Linked DNA regions of Mus musculus: region 1 is linked to region 2. Evidence: chromatin contacts called from public Hi-C data. All regions are on one chromosome and are shown on one strand. The core of a region is the stretch at or near the end of the contact, and the rest is flanking DNA. Distances in the headings are between cores, read along the strand shown.

The links. A called contact is a pair of places that touch in the nucleus more often than the background predicts.
Region 1: a Hi-C map of uterus shows a contact between it and region 2, with 2.6 times the contacts expected there. The contact joins two enhancer-like sites. A contact is called at or near these places in 1 of 39 promoter capture datasets (macrophages), 1 of 484 Hi-C or Micro-C datasets (uterus), 2 of 115 datasets of contacts at active chromatin or transcription factors (embryonic stem cells and heart atrium) and 1 of 9 other capture datasets (adipose tissue).

What each region holds. Positions count from the first base shown.
Region 1 is chr15:103,381,637-103,386,395 of GRCm38.p6, forward strand. No RefSeq gene overlaps it. Among named protein-coding and RNA genes, the nearest start is that of Itga5, 17 kb to the left of the region's middle. Within about 2 kb of position 2,010, at least 88 of the 459 cell types and tissues checked have an H3K27ac peak or open chromatin away from gene starts, as enhancers often do. A contact at or near this core is called in adipose tissue, heart atrium and uterus, where this site is marked.
Region 2 is chr15:103,303,246-103,308,294 of GRCm38.p6, forward strand. Gpr84 (G protein-coupled receptor 84) reads right to left here. Exons shown (of 2, transcript NM_030720.2): 2 at 4,990-5,049. Among named protein-coding and RNA genes, the nearest start is that of Gpr84, 4.7 kb to the right of the region's middle. Within about 2 kb of position 2,141, at least 354 of the 459 cell types and tissues checked have an H3K27ac peak or open chromatin away from gene starts, as enhancers often do. A contact at or near this core is called in adipose tissue, heart atrium and uterus, where this site is marked.

The sequences.
Region 1 (4,759 bases), core at 760-3,259, 78 kb after region 2:
AAACTAAAAGCTAGAATGTAAGCATCCTATTGGAGGAGACTGAAAAGAGATACAGCTCTGGGCATCTGGAAGGGGCAAAATCTCAGGTCCTCTGTAATTTGAGGTACTATGGGAGTAGGAACAGCCAAAGTTATTCAGTATTATTTAGAAAACTGAGCAGTTCACAAATATTACCTATGTTAACCCCAAGAGAATCCTATGAGGCAGCAGTTGATACTTTTAAAATTAACATTGTGGTTTTCTGTTACTGATTTTTGGAACAGGATTTCCTTATGTAGTATGACTGTCTTGGAACTCAGAGATCCACCTGCCACTGCTTCCTGAGTGCTAGCACTAAAGTTGTGTGATACCATGCCCAGTGCCTGCTTTTTAAGGCTTATAGTTCTGGCTTGCCTCAATTTTCCTGATTTTTCTTCCCCTACCTCCCAATTGATGGGATATAGGCATGTTCTACTCTGCCAGGCTCTCTCTCTCCTCTCTCCCTCTCTCCGAAAGAGTGTCATTCTGTAGTCTAGGCTGGCCTGAAACTCAGTATGCAGACCAGACTAGCCCTCAAACTATTGGGTAATCTTCCTGCCTCAGATTCACATGGGCTGAATTTAGAGGTATGAGCCACCAAGCCTGGCTTGATTTTCTCATTTAATGTTCTCACAAGTCCTCTAAAGTTAGCAAGGACATCTGACTAATGTGCTATCTTTTAAAGCCGGAAGAGCTGGCATAGTGGCTTAAGTCTTCAGTACCAGCATTGAGAGGCAGATGTCTGTAAGTCTGAGCCAGCCTGGTCTACACCAAGAGTTCCAGGACAGCCAGGGATACATGATTTACAAAAAAAAAAAAAAAAAAAAAAAAAAAAAAGAAAAGATGAAGTAGGACTTTCTAGCTGGTGAAGGAATAGCTCTAGAAGTTAAGTAGGATCCATTCTAGATAGGGTTTTTGGAGTGGAGTGGGTGTGGTTTCCAGTCCCTGAGGGATGAGAGTTGGATGCCCACACCATGTGACTGAGGAGGAGAATGTGGCACCTTGATAGCACCCCTTCCCATCTTTTCTCTGGCATTTTGAGATAGGATCTCATTGTGTAGCTCTGGCTGCCACAAACTCAAGATTTTCCTGTTCTGGCTGCCCAGTGCTGGCATTACAGGTGTGCAACAAGGCAGGCTTATGAAGAGTTCTTCAGAGATGGAGACAGTTACCAGGAGTACATTCTGAGACAGCAAATTCCCTTTTGTTTTCACCAGCTAGTTGTTCAATAGCAGGAGAGAAGGAAATTAGATATTAGAGGGACTTCCCTACTGCTTGGGGCTGATAGGAGCCTCTGCCTCCTGTGGTGATTTGTGAAGACAATGCATTCTTCCTTGTCTGTAATGGGCGGGCTGGAGGCATGAAAGGTCATTGTGTTGCTAGGGTTGTGGATGAGGTGGTTTATTTGATGACCTATGACCAGCTAGGAGAGCCTGAGGTTTTTAAAGGAGAGGAAATTTGCCAAAAGGGCATTTGGAGGAGGGTCCGTGTTTTGGGCTCTAGCCTGGGGTGAAGTCAGAAACATAAATCACACCTCCCAACTGCCCATTTCCGCTTTGAGCTCAGTTCCCAGCCAACTGTTCAGTCAGCTTGCCAGGGGAGTGTGTGGAGGCGGGGCACTGGAGCTGGAAGCAGTGGCTGGGAATAGGAGCAGGGAGTGGAAACAGGTCTCTAATGGTCCCTAGTGAAGGGTCAGGACTGGGCTGGACCAGGGTGTGGGCGTGTGGGGATCACAGTGAAAGTGGGTTTGAAAGTCTTGTGCGACTTCTATAACTCCAGCACTTGAGAGATCACAGGCTGAAGAAACACTGCAGGTTCAATACCAGCTTCATCTAGACAGTGAGACCCTGTCTCCCCCAAACATCCCTTTACCCCAAATCCCAACAAAACAAGAGTAAACTGGAGATTCCTCATCCCAGACATGACTCTGCCACACCCAGTCTGATGAATTCTCCTTCAGGCACAAAACCACCAGGACATGCTTAGAAGACATACCTTCAGAGAAACACTCCTTCCCACTCAACTGTTGCTCACTTCAGCAGAAACTTCCAGCTGTTGTGGAAGAGTAGAAGCGGAAGTGAGTGGGGATTGAGAGAGATGAGGATCTCACAACCTTTATTATGGTTGGAAAACATCCTTCTCCTGTGAGTCCAAAGGCTTGCACTACGGCAGGCTGGGTGATCTTTCTTCTCCCTGGAGATCCTCAGTCGTCTGCTGTCCTGTGGTGGGCATGGCCTTTTCTCTATGGGATTGGGGAGGCAGAGTGGGAGGTATAGCATTGAGTGTATGTGTTGGGAGGGGTAGGTGTTTGAGGGCAGGAAATCCAGAAGGCAACTCAGACAATGGCTTTTTCCGCTGGCGTGGGTCCAGGCTGCTGGATCCTGTCTAACCCCATAGCACCTCCTGATTTTCTTTGGTTAGCATCCCACTTACTGTTCACTAGTGGGGGAGAGGGGCATTTCCAGGTAATTTAATTCAACTTGGAATCTTCTTGCCGTGGTTTCCTATACGGTATGGTGGTGCTACTTTGATCTTATGGTAAACATGTTTTTATTTATGTTTAGTCTGTCTTGTTCTATTCCTTAAACTGTTCTCTTGTATAATAGGACAATAAAAGCTTTGGTACACGCCCCTCCCCACCCCCTTCTAGTATTAGGACAATAACATGTGCCTCCTGATATGGGAGGTGACAATATACTTAGATGGAAGAGCAGAGATCTTTGGAATGTAGGAATATGTTTCCAGAAGACTGAGCTGAGCATAATCCCAGCACTTGGGAGGCTAAGGTAGGAGGATCAGATCATGAGTTTCTGGCCAGCCTTGGTTGTATAGTGAAACCTCATCTCAACAGACAGAAGGGACGGCCACTGATTGCTACCAGGGCTTTACACTGATAAACTGACATGGAGGCCCCCACCTCTTCCCTTTTTCCTGCTGTCTGGTTAGACAGCTACTTTTCAGCTCATCCTGTGGATAGAGGACTCAGTGTTGTCTCACTAACACGCCCAATGTACTGTTTGCCTTGCTCCCGTGATTCCAGGGTATACAACTCACAGTCATCTCTATTGCCCAGGCTACTGAAATCCTGCACAAGTGTCCTTAGCTCATCTTAACCGTCAGCAGTCCTCTTCTCAAGCACTGCCCTTGCAGTCTGGACTGCACAGTCTAGTACTTAATTATCCAGGTTATTTATAGAGTTCCTGTGAAATTTAGAAACTGAATGCATCTGAATGTACATGTGACCAAAGCAACTATAAATACTTTATAAAAATTATAGACTTCTTTAAAAAAAGATTTTTGTGTGTAGGTGTTTTGCCTACATGTGTTTATGTGCAGCAAATGTACACACCTGGTACCAAGGCCAGGATCCCCTGGAACAGAAGTTACAGACAGTTATGACTGTGAGCTACCATGTGGGTGTTGGGAACAAACATGGGTCTTCTGGGAGGGCTGCAAGTGCTCTTAGCCACCGAGCCACTGCCACTGATCTGCCTTCACTCCCATGAGCTGATTTGTTTGTTTGTTCTTTTGAGACAGGGTGTATGTAGCCCTGGCTGTCCTGAAACTCACCACCATCTGCTTACTTCTGGAGTGCTGGGATTAAAGGCATTTGTCATCATGCCCCGCCATAGGATTTTTAAAAAAGATTTATTTTATGTGATGAGTACACTGTAGCTGTCTTCAGACACACCAGAAGAAGGCATTGGATCCCATTACAGATGGTTGCAAGCTACAAGGTGGTTGCCAGGACTTGAACTCAGGACCTCTGGAAGAACAATCAGTGCGCTTAACTGCTGAGCCATCTCTCCAGCCAATACATAGAGTTCTTAATGTTAACTTTTTAATTGTTGTTAATATGTTTTTATTTTGTGCAGAAAATGTTATATTAGAAAGGAGACTCGAATTTGAATGCTGACTCTATAATTTAATAAATAGATAGGCCACAGCTTGGTATAGTGATACATGCCTGGAATCCTAGCACTCAAGAGGCTGAGGTAGAATAAGAGTTTCATACCTACCTGGGATATATACTCTTGTCTAAAAGCCAGGCTGGCAGTGGTGGTGCACCTCTTTAATCCCAACACTCAGGAGGCAGAGTCAGGCATCCCAGAGTTCAAGGCTAGCCTGGTCTACAGAGTTCCAGGACAGCCAGGGCTACATAGAAAGTCTGCCTTGAAAAAACAAAACCACAAAACCACCAAAACAACAGAAAAGTGTCAAGTTATGCCATCGTCCTTGTTCTCAATATATTAATCTATAAAACAGAGATTGTACTTTTCCCCAAGACTTGTTGGGGGAATTAAAGTTAATATACTGTCTGTGCAATAATGCTGAGAAGACTGAAATCCATCCAAGGTCTGATGTGCTCTTCCTGACTGTTGTCAGATGTGTGTGAAGAAGTTCTCAGGAGAGACATCACTGATCCTTACCTAGCATTCCACAGCATGAGTTACAGAACTTGCCTCTTCTACTAAGCCAGGTTCTAAAAGGTAAATACTACCTTTGCTTCCATTTTCCCGTGGCTCTTAACCACTGAGTCATCTCTGTAGCCTCAGACCTGCTGTTGAGATAGCTCTTAGTTCTGGCTGGGTTGGAATTCTCCAGATCGACTAGGCTGGCCTTGAACCTGAAGTGATCTTCTTGACTTAGCCTCTAGAATGCTAGAATTACAGATGTGTGCCACATATAACTCCTATTGGACATCTTGAATGCAAATTCTTGAGAGAAACTGAGCCAGAAG
Region 2 (5,049 bases), core at 891-3,390:
TGCTTCCTAATATAGAGAGGGTTCTCGGGGCAAACCTGTCAGGTCACCAGCGGAATAGGGGTCTTGAAAGACAGGAGGCAAGTCCCATCTGAAGATAAAACAGCAGGACTGCTCCTACTCCTGAGAGTCAGTTTCCCCCCTGAGGTGGTACTCAAAGGACAAAGAAATCTGCCTTTGAAGCAAACACAGTTGACCTAAAATTGTCCACTGAGCAGACAGGACATGTGCTGGAAGAGAGGCCAGTATGATCCAAGGAAGTTCTGAGAAACCAGACTGTATATCTTCTGTGGATAAATCCTGAGGTTCCCCTCCAGCTGCCCTTAGAGACATCTCCAGAGCCTTGGTGCTCCTGGCATCCAGTGCCCTGGTGAGAGCTCACCTTACCTTACTGTTTCCAAGGATAGACACTAGAGTGAACTCCAGGCAAGAGCTAGGTGGGAGAGCTACTGAGCCCTCACCTCAGTCACCCCAATCCATTCCTACCCAGGACTGGTGAGGGAAAACGGGGTTTGCTTTCAGACTGCTCTACGAGGAGCAATCATTGACTCAATTTCTGATGAAATGCTAGAAGTTGGAAATTTTACTGCGAAGGGTAATGGATTGGGAGAAAACAAAAGAATGGGGGGGGGCAGGAAAAGGGAGAAGAGATCCTGTCTTTTTTCCTTATTCTCTCATCCCCCGATTGAGGAGGCAGATTTACAGCCTTGGTGTTGGGGGGAGGTGAGCATAAGGAAGACAGATCTGCAGTTTTGCCCTCTGAGTGTCTGGGTACTTAGCTTTAACTCCCCCATTAGCATCAATCCCCATCTTGCTGCCCATCCGTCTTCTGACATCAGCTCCTTCCTCTCTGTGTAGGCCAGGCTTTCTGACCCTAAGTGGCTCTTAAAGGGCCAGTCTAGACCCTTCTCTTTCCCTCCTCTCAGTGGGAGGAGGTGGGGACAGCAAGCTGGAGCCTGTGCATATGTATACTGTGGCCATCCTTGCTGAGGCCAGTGTCACCGAGGGCATGGGGAGTGGGGAGGCAGGGTGACTTTCCCAGTTCTCTGTGGACCTCCCTTATGTCACAGCCTCTATCTTTGTCTGCTAACTCTCCAAACCTTGAGCAAAGACGTTGCTGGCCAGTGGTTGAGGACTAGAGAAGGCATGTGGATCCTTAGGCAGATCCTTCTTCCCTCCCTCTTTTCCCGGAGGCCCAGGGCAAGGAGTGTTTTTAATTTTCAGCCAGCAGTGGGAGTGGACAGGTTGGGAACCGCGGCTCCTAGGAGATGCATTGGGCGCCACATTCCTAGCCTCCTTTCCCAGGGATCCAGACAAATCCCTTCTCTGTGAGGGAGACATCAAGTCCTAGAAATCTGCTTGTGTTTGCTGTCTCCAATTCATTCCTCAGCAACTGAACTTAAGAGGCACAGGAAGAGAGCACACTTCTCTCGGTCCTCTGCAGAAAGGCTGTAACCGCCCTCCAGGGTCTCCAAGAACGATGCTCACAAAGTTCTTCCCTGACCTGCCTTCCATCCTTTCTGCTGCAAAACTGCAGGCATCGGAGGGGGTTCTCAAGGGCCGTACCTTTCTAACTTTCTTACTGGTTTCTGAAGCCCACCACCCACAGCCCTGGGGCTCCCTCTGGCTCAAGATGAGAGGGAGCCGCTGGTAGGGTCCTTGGGAAAGTGGCCCCGTCCGAAATAGGAGCTCTCACTGTACCCCAGCGGCCCCTTATTTATCACCCTCCAAACCTCAAAGAAGCATAAATATTCCTAATTCCTGAAGGCCGAGCCTGAGCTCGTAAATCTAAGCTGGGGTGGGAGTGGGAGGGGGGGTTGGGAGGGGTCCCGCGCAACAAACGCGACACAGCTCCCACGGGCTGCGCGCCGCCGGCCTCCGGCCCGCCAAATTCCCCGCTGTCTCGGCCGGTCACTCGCAGAGCCGCTCCGGAAGCGGCGTGACGGGCACGCGCGGCGAGCACGCGAGTACAAGGGATGCGGGGGAGGGGCGCGCGGCCTCGTTCCCAGCCGCGCCCCACCCCCCTCGGCGCCCACCAGGCTGTAAATCAGGGCCGAGGCCGCTGGACCAATAGCATCGCGACTCGTAAATCGGCCTGTCAAGATCAGCCAATGAAACGTGGCGTTAAATCAAGTCCTGTCAGAGCTCGGCCAATGAGAGACTCTGGGCTGACCATAAATCTGTCTGCAGGAGACAGCGAAAGAGAGAGAGTGTGCTGCGAGCGGGCAGGCGGGGCCGTGGGGGAGGCGCGAATCGGGGACCCTCGGGCGGGCGCGGGCGCGGGCGCGGGCGGGTGGCGCGGGCAGGCGAGAGACTGCAGTCTGCTCGAGAGACGCCCAAATGGAGAGGGACAAAGACAGGCTTCGACAGGGCGCGGGCTCCCGCGGGTGACTGACAAAGATAGTGGTGGGTGTACAGGCATTGACTGGGTCCCATCCTAACACTCACGCCCCAAGAGAGAATACCCCAGAAAGCCTCGCTTTCCGTTTTCTTTCTTCCAGCTCAGCCTTTATTGAAATTAGGAACGGAGATGTGTGCAGAGGGTGAAGGGTGAGAAAGCAGCTTGCTTGCTAAATTTCTGTCCTTCGGTTTTGGGACTCTTGTGTCCTCTGAGTCATTCCCCAGCCCCCCAACCCTCCCGCAATTGAAGATTAGGAAGCCACTCTGATGTCTAACTGCAATCCCTATCGCTGTTCCCTCTACTCTGAGGAAGATTTTGAATTGCCTTCAAGGAATGTGAAAAAAGAACCCTTTTACAAGCCTTCAGAGAGTTGTCAACCTTCAAGATCTTGGAAGGACTGAATGGGAAGGACTTTTAGGGTTTGCCTGATCATATGACCTAGCTTCAGCAACGCAGCTGTTTTGTAGTGGTTAGTCTTTATTGCTGGTAACAGCTCTGGTTAGACTTTGCCCTCAAACCACAGTTTATCACTTACTAGCCCTTTGACTTTGAACAAATTAACCTGTTAGTATTTGTTTTCCCATTTGTAAGAAAGTATAATTGATTGTCATGGGAATTTTATGCCTACATGAAACATCTTTGCAGAATTTAGCACTACAAAGAGTGTCCCCTACTCTCAGCTTTCTACAGATCATGAAACTTGAAGCCTAGAGTGGTCCAGAGGTCTCAAGTTCATGGAAGTGTCACTCGGGTCTTTGGCCTAGCCTCAGCTGCACAGTCCCAGGTTGCACCTGGCCTGTCTGAATCCCGTCTCTGTAGCCTCAGCTTGCTATTTGTTTGTGGGCCGTGAAGAACATCTAGAAACACGGGCTCTGGATTAGCAAGATAGACTACTGGTCCTCATTGGGGTTGGGGGTGGAGGGGGTGGAGTTGAACTGTCTTTTTGTTGGTGTTGTTGTTTGTTTGTTTTTTTTTTTGAGACAGGGTTTCTCTGTGTATCCCTGGCTGTCCTGGAACTCACTCTGTAGACCAGGCTGGCCTCGAACTCTGAAATCCACCTGCCTCTGCCTCCCAAGTGCTGGGATTAAAGGCATGTGCCACCACTGCCCAGCCGGAGTGTCTTTTTATTTTGTCTTTTTATTTTCATTTCAATTCTTCAAGATTTTGTTGTTTCAAACCAGGCATTTGGGGATAGGAAGAGGCCGTATGCAGCGGGGCATCTTGTCAACCAACCCAGCTCAAACATCCCATTCTCAGTGGTCTCTTGGTGCTCACCCAGTACCCTGTCCCACCTTAGATAAAGGTAGAGGCTCTACTACTTCAGCATGATGACTCATACACAGTCCCCCCACCTCCCTTTTTTTTCTGGATCCTGAAGAAGGAAGACCAAGTATTCAAGGCCAGCATCAGCTACATAGTGATAGCCTGTTTCAAATGAAATTAAAAGAAAACCAATGGTTTCAGCAAGGATTACATGCCTGTAAATTTGCACTCTGAGGTCTGAGGCTGTAGGGCCATGAGCTCCACATGGTAAAATTATCAAAAAACAAAACATCCTTCCTCAGTCTTCATTTTCTAGTATTCAAGTATGCTGATTCAAATCCTGGGCCTCCACCCCTGGTCAGGGATCTTGCTGGCACTTACAATACTCAACCGGAAGTAAAAAAGGAAGCACAGGGAAACAGCGCCACCTGGTGGTCTTTGTGCTTTCAGGCCGTATTTACAGAATGGTGGTGCTTGAGAAGTCAGGGGTGTGCCCTGTGGGGCTTTCTTCAGCCCGTAGAGGAAAAATGGAGGAAGAGAGCCTCCAGGTACAGCGGCCACCCGCTAAGCTTGGTTCCATTTCCCCGGAGCACAGGCTCCACCTTGACTATCCCCTTGTATGGGGTGCAGTGGGCAGGATTCACTGCAAGGGTATAACCTGTAGTGTTGAATAAACCTCCTGGCCTGGATGGAGGATTTTGGCAGTAGTGGTGAGCAGTTAAGGGCTGTTTTATTAAGGAAAAAGGCACACACCTGTAATTACTCTGTGGCTCTCGTTGCAGGACGATCTTGAATTTGAGGGCAAATTGGGCTACATATGATGATGTCTCAAAGGAAAAATAAAAGGGAGAGAGAAAGCTAATTCTCTATCTGGAACCCTGTCAGTCACAGGCTACATCTATCCCTGGATAGCTGCTCTCTAAATGGCTTTGACACAGGTCACCCCAAATCTCAACTACTAAATTCCAGTTCTGACTCTGGCCTAAATCCTCCTTTCTCACGTAACCACTCCTGGACGTTAAAAGCATTCAATGCGGAGTTAGGGAAGTAGGCTTCGAAGTGCATATTATGCAAATATAGAATCTGTGTCTGTATCTCCAACATTTATGTAAAAATTGGTCAAGGCAGTGCATGACTGTAATCCTAGCATTAGGGAGGTCGTGTCAGTAGGGTCACTCGCTGGAGCTTGCTGGCCAGTCAATCTAGTCAAATTTTGGAGCCCCAGAAATACTGTTGCAAAAACTAAGATGGAAATAAACCGAGGAAGAACACACACACACACACACACACACACACACACACAAAAGCATGCACGCAAGCGCCAAGTGTGAGGGGGGGATGCAATGTCTTTATTAATAATTAACCACACTCCTTGGGTCACACAGGGT